Linked DNA regions of Sus scrofa: region 1 is linked to region 2. A link is a contact called in public HiChIP or PLAC-seq data. All regions are on one chromosome and are shown on one strand. The core of a region is the stretch at or near the end of the contact, and the rest is flanking DNA. Distances in the headings are between cores, read along the strand shown. Region 1 holds the start of LOC100737977 (tumor necrosis factor receptor superfamily member 10B-like). Region 2 holds the start of PDLIM2 (PDZ and LIM domain protein 2).

Region 1 (3,229 bases), core at 613-3,112, 540 kb before region 2:
TACCAATCCTATACAGCTCTCAAGAAGTATATTTTTAAGGCCAGCATACCACTGATACATAAACCTTACAAAGGCACCAGAGAAGGAAAAAAACATAGACTAATATCCCTCATGAATACAGACACAAAAATTCCTTAAGTGTTAGCAAATCAAATCTAGCAATATGTGAAAAGGATAATACACCATGACAAGTGAAATTTAGCTCAGAAATTCAAGGTAGGTTTAACATATTAAAGTCCATCAATTTGCTTCATCATACTAATAAAGGAGAGCCACAACAGGAACTCCAGAACAATTTTTGAAAAAATAAAGCAGTTAGAGGACTTAAACTACCTGATTTTAAGACTGACAATAGGGAGTTCCCATAGTGGCACAGCGGAAATGAATCCAACTAGGAACCATGAGGTTTCAGGTTCGATCCCTGGCCTCGCTCAGTGGGTTAAGGATCTGGCATTTCTGTAAGCTGTGATGTAGGTCAATGAGGCTCGGATCTGATGTTGCTGTGGCTGTGGCGTAGGTGACCCCTAGCCTGGGAACCTCCATATGCTGTGAGTATGCCCCTAAAAAACACACACACACACTGACAATAAAGAAAGCTGCAGTAGTCAAGACAGGTGGTATTGGCATGAAGTCAGACAAATGATAGATCCATGGAATAGAATACAGAGTCCAGAAATGGAACATATATATGATACGGTTAAATGAATTTCAACAAAGGCAATAAGATTATTTAATGGATAAATGTATGGAGAAAAATGAATTTTAACTCCTACTGCCCAAACCACACAAAATTGATACAATGGGTGGAGCTGGAGGCCTCCTGGATTCCCTTCTCTTACCCATTTCCCAGCCCTTCAATCATCCTGTGAGCAGGACCTAACCTCAAGCTTCCGGATACTGGATTCCTACCAGCAGGGTGCCAAGTGTGTGGGTATAGAGCAAGATGGGCCTGCCCCAAGTGGGGCTCCCCTTCTTGGCCCATTTGATTTCACGGGCCAATCAATTCCTAGCGGTTCTGTTTCCCCAGGGATTTAATTCAAGAATCTACAGGAAAGGGAAATCCTGAAGAAAGGCTGAAGTGGCTTCCTCCGGCTTGTCTGACTGCAGGAGCAGTAAAGAGAATGTGAAAGACAGATGATGGACCTGGAATTACCAGAAGAGGCAAGCTGGTGAAGGGGGAGGTCACTGGTGACCTGAAATCAGACTCAGGGATCACGGCCCCTGTGACCTTCATTGAGTGTCTGTTCCAGTCAGGTACCTGGCTACTGCGAGGCTAAAACCAAGCCTCTGACCCAGAAGCCTGGCCCTAGGACAGAGCTGCCAAGTGAGTTTGGAAGCAGTAATAACCATACATTTTGTCAGTGAGGGGGGGTAAGAGCAGAAGGTGAGAGTGGGCAAAAGGCCATAGTCAGAGAACCGGAGGTAGCTCTGGAGAGGCTCCGGTCCTGGGAAGGAACTTGGGTTCAAGAAGTACTCTGAATTTTGGGAGCTTCCGTCCTGGCTCAGCGGTAACGAACCCGACTAGGATCCAGGAGGACTCAAGCTCGATCCCTTCCCTCGCTCAGTGGGTTAAGGGTCCACTGTTGCCAAGAGCTGTGGTGTAGGCTGGCAGCTGTAGCTCCCATTTGACCCTAGCCTGGGAACTTCCAAATACCGCGGGTGTGTAAGACAAAAGAAGTACTCTGAATTTCCAGGTTCGGAGAAACTCTGGGCGTAATTTGCCGCCTCAGAGAAAAAAGGCAGCTTTCTACACTGCCAGGCACTGATTGCACAACAGCCAGCCTAAGACTAGGCGGGGCCATCTGCTGCGCACCGTCATTCCGAACCCCCGAGAGCAGCGCGCGTGGGAATAGACAGCCGGCGCTCCACGAAAGACACTGCCTACATCGTATTTCCGGCGGTTCTGCGGGCGTTCACCACGCGGCAGCCCGGACAGCGAGTTCTCCCGGATCGCGGCGGGAAGCGCAGACCTCCGGAGTCCCGGAAGGGCGCACACCCAGCCCCCGGCCATGGCTCCGGGACCCCATCTTCCTCGTCGTCTTGAGTGTCGTGCTGTGGGTGAGTCCCCGCCGCGGGCCCTAGCTCGAAGAAGGCGTGCCTGGTGGCCGAGAGGGAGCGAAGAGTAGGGGAATCGCGGATATGAGACTTGGGGACATGCCCGGGCAAATCCCGGCGTGGTCCGAGGGAGGTCGGGCTGTGAGTCGGCGGGGAGGGGGCGGAGCCTGCGTGGCCCTGCCCCGCCCTCTCCTTTCCTTACTCCTCACCCCTTTTCTCCCCTCCTTTTCCTCCCCTCCTCTCTTCCCTTCTCCTTCTTTTGTATGCTTGTTTAATTTTTTTTTTTTTTTTTTTTTTTTTGTCTTTTCCAGGGCCGCACCCGTGGCATATGGAGGTTCCCAGGCTAGGGGTCTAATCGGAGCTGTAACCGCTGGTCTACACCACAGCCACAGCAACACTGGTTCCGAGCCTCGTCTGCAACCTACACCACAGCTCATGGCAACGCGGGATCCTTAACCACTGAGCGAGGCCAGGGATTGAACCTGCAACCTCATGGTTCCTAGTCAGATTCGCTAAGCACTGAGCCACGACGGGAACTCTCCTGTTTAAATTCTTAAAAGTGCTCGCTGCATCTCTTCTTCCCACGGATTTTAACAGAAAAGTAACTTTCCCACCCCTGCTCTCGTTCAGCACCCCTTCCGGGCTGCTGTGAGAAGAGCAGTTTGCCAAACGCCTGCTAAGCATTTTCTTACACAGCAACACACGGGCTTTACAAGGTAAACCATCAACAATTCTACAGCTGGCCCCAGGGGCTCTGTCTTTAGTTTCAGAAACAAGGATGTGAAACTCTTATTTTGACTTCCATTGATCAAACAAGTAAGGGCGTGCGTCCCAGAGAAACTCATCATAGAAATAAGTGCATACTTGGAATTGGTTTCTAGCTTGCTCTAGGCTCCAGCCAGTTTGCCCTTATATGTTACAAAAACAAACAGCAACAAACCCCACCACCACCCCCAACACACACACACACACCCCAAGGTTATCCTGAAGAAGTATTTGGCCTGGAAATAGCATTTCCTGTCATTCCTATTCAAATGCCTGTAAAAGTGTGCTAACACTTTAGACAACCACCTTGAACATTTAGGGGAGGTGAGATAATTAGAGTTTACAGATGAGAAACTACTAATAAAAGGAGATAGCAGAGAGAGGCATAAAACCTCACCATCCTTGGCTC
Region 2 (3,164 bases), core at 42-2,541:
GCCAAGCTGGGCCACCACCCTGCCCAGCACCCACCCTGGGGCTGCCCCTGGGGAGGCCTGCAGACTACAAGTGCTGCCCAAATTTCTCAAGCACTCGGGGACCACGGCCCGCGTCTCGGGGCCTGGGGAGGGGGCGCAGGGCAGGCTTCACCTTTTGACCAGGCCCAGTCTCTGTCCCTCCCTCGGGCCCCAGGTCGGCGCTGGCAGCTCGCAGATGCCTTGGATTCCCAGACCTTTGAGCCGGTCAGTGGACTCCGCGCCGGGGGCCGCCGGGAGGTGCCCGGCTCGTCGGCCCGGCTCGCCCAGTTCTGGCGCCTTCTAAGCTCCGAAGCTAAAGCACCCGTGGGCTGAGGGGCTGGAGGAGGAGCGCCCGGGACGAGAAAGCCCAGCTCGCGGGAGGCGCCCACCGCAGACGAGGCTGCGGGGAGCGGCCGTTCGCGAAGTCCCGGCGCCGAGCGAGCCGCGGGAGCGCAGGGCAGCGAGGGCGCCGGACCCGGCAGGTCTCCGGCGGTGCGGACGGCGCGCAGGTGGGCGCGCTCCCCGGGCTCCCGCTCACCTGTCGGGCTGGGCGGCCAGGCCCGGGAGCGAAAGGAAGGCTAGGAGCGAGGCGAGGAGACGCCGCCGCCGCGGTCTGTCCGACTCTGGGGAGAGCCCGCTCGGGGCTCCGGGACCTGCCTCCGCCCATGTGATCCCGGGGCCGCCCTTGCCGCCGCCCCTGGCCGGGGAGGCCGCCTCCTCCGCGCAGCCCAGCCCCTCCACTGCCACCTGGCCGGCGCCGGCTCGAGGCCCGGGGATACTCTCCCGAGAGCCCCCTAGAGGCTGCGGGGTGTCCCCACCTTCCCGAGGGCAGGGAGGAGTTCTGGAGACGGGCGCCGGGCCACACTTCGCCGACAGCTGAGGCTGCCGCCCCCGAAGCTCGCCCAGGTCGCCCGCGCCCACCCCTTCTCCTAAGGGGCCCTAAGCTCCTCTACCCCCAGCCTGGGGCCGGGCGGGGGAGGGGACGGGCCGGCCGGGTCTGTCTGCGGTCTGCGCGACTCCCCCGCCCACTCCAGGCTCCGACGCTGGCGCGGATGCAGCCCCGACACCCACAAATCCCAAACTAGGGGCCGCCCCTCCGCCTTCATGCCCGGCCGGCGCGCTCGCTGGGCGGCAGCCGCGGACTGCTGCGGTTCTTCTGGCTGCGCAGAGCTTCCCTGCTTGAGATGCGCCGCGAGCTTGCTCCACTCAGGTCGACCAGCCAGGCCCAGGAGGAGATGGAGACTCGGGAGAGAGGTGACACGGCGCCCTCCGGGACCTCCCTCACTCTTGTGGGCTGAGGCCTTTTCCGTTCCTGGCTGCCTTCCACTCACCCTTTCTGCCGCCCTGCCCGGAGCCAGCCACTCCCAACAACGACCACCGGCCCTCGTCCCGAGTGCCTAGCCCTCTGCCAACCACCTGGAACCCCTACTCTAGGGATCAGGGGAGAACTTGCCAAGGAGAGGCCCCAGGCCCCAGCTCAGAACCATCTGGCAAATGGTTTTCCCCAGAGCCAAACCTGGCAACCCTCACCCTGGGGACCTGGGGGCCCACCAGAGCCGCTCTCGCATCTCCCACTGGTCTCCTCGACTTTACCCTCCGCCAGGCTGGCCTGTTTCCAGGGGAGCACACCTGTGGGCACAGCTGTAACTTGCCTGCCTCAGGTGTGAGTCATTCCCTCCGGGTTCCCTCTGCAAAGGAGTGCCCTCACCACCTCTCTCGCCTACCTATGCCGTCTCATCTCTGGACTCCCAGACCTGCCCGTCTCCAGCACGGTTACCTCCCCTGTCCCTCGCCTCCAACAGCCTCTGTCCTCCCTGTGTGTAAGCCACTCTCCCACTAACAAGTCCCGGGCCTCCGGGTGAGGCCTCTTTGCCTGATTCACCTGTTCTGCCTCCCCAACTAGACTGGAAGCCCCCAAGGGAGCAGGAAGCTGCAGTTAGGGCAGGCACTGCCTGGGAGAACACAGACCTAGCCTCAAACACCAGCTCTGCCTCTTCCTGGCTGTGTGACCCCAGGCAAGTTCCTCAGCCCCTCTGGGCCTCAGTTTCCCTTGTGTAAACTGGGCATGATGCATAGCTTTCCCTCTTGCTGTATGCATTGCTTCCCATCCCCTCCACCCCTCCCATCCCTGGTGTAAATCTGTGCTGTGCTTCCTTGGAGGGCAGGGTGGGTTCTAGTCTGGTTCATTGCTCCATTGCTAGAGCCTAGCACAGGGCCTGGCCCACAGCAGGCATTCAATTAAATTTCGTTGAAAGGATATTGTTTGAATGAATGGATTAATTTCCCTTTCCTCGCCACTCATTCCCACCTCACCAATTTGCGGCAGGTACTCAGTTTTGCCCCTTTGTGCTCAGACTTGGATAGCTCTAGAAAAATCTGCAGGTTCATCTGCAGGATTTTCTTCTTTCCTTCCTCCCTCTCTTCTTCCTTTCTTCTTTTCTCTCCTCTTTCTTTTTTAATGGCCACGCCTGCAGCATGTGGACATTGCCAGGCCAGGGATTGAATCTGAGCCTCACCTGTGGCAATGCTATATCCTTTAACTCACTGCGCCCTGCAGGGATCAAACCCACACCTCGGTATCAACCTGAGCTGCTGCAGGAGGGATTCTTAGCTCACTGTGCCACAGCGGGGACACTATCTGCAGGTTTTCTGCCCCACACAGTCACAAAAGACAAAGGCAGCAGACTTCAGCACACACCCCTGGATCAGAAGGGCATACTGTTCTGTGGCCCCAGGCATGTCACATACCCCACTGGGATGAGCATCCCCAAGGACCTAAGGTCCTTTCTGGCTCTGATGCCCTGGTTCCCCTCACTCTTCCCTCCTTGTGCCGAGTCAAGGCAGAGAAGGGGTCATGTCCAGGCAGGGTGCGACCTGCTGAAGAGGCTCTGGGGCCCCACCAAAGAGAGGGTGTGGATTTGGTTTCTGCCTCCAGGAAAGGAAGTCTCAGCCCTTAGATCTTTTGAGGGCATCGGGCTGGGAGGAGCTAGGAGGGTATCAGGAGCAGGCCAGCAGGTTCCTGAAGAATGGTCACTTCCACAGGATAGGCTGGACCTGCCACCTTAGCAGCAGGCTGTGGTGAGCACTGCAATGCATGGAGGAGAGAGAGTAGGTCTTGTTCTTCAAGCTCCTCTTTAACCACCAGT

The links. HiChIP or PLAC-seq counts read pairs in DNA pulled down with a chosen protein or histone mark.
Region 1: a contact with region 2 is called in an H3K27ac HiChIP or PLAC-seq map of alveolar macrophages. The contact joins the promoter of LOC100737977 here to the promoter of PDLIM2 in region 2. A contact is called at or near these places in 1 of 5 promoter capture datasets (fetal liver) and 1 of 2 datasets of contacts at active chromatin or transcription factors (alveolar macrophages).

The regions. Positions count from the first base shown.
Region 1 is chr14:7,369,719-7,372,947 of Sscrofa11.1, reverse strand. LOC100737977 (tumor necrosis factor receptor superfamily member 10B-like) reads left to right here and starts at 1,862. Exons shown (of 10, transcript XM_021073208.1): 1 at 1,862-2,058. The coding sequence starts at 2,010.
Region 2 is chr14:6,832,243-6,835,406 of Sscrofa11.1, reverse strand. PDLIM2 (PDZ and LIM domain protein 2) reads right to left here and starts at 1,291. Exons shown (of 10, transcript XM_005670413.3): 1 at 557-1,291.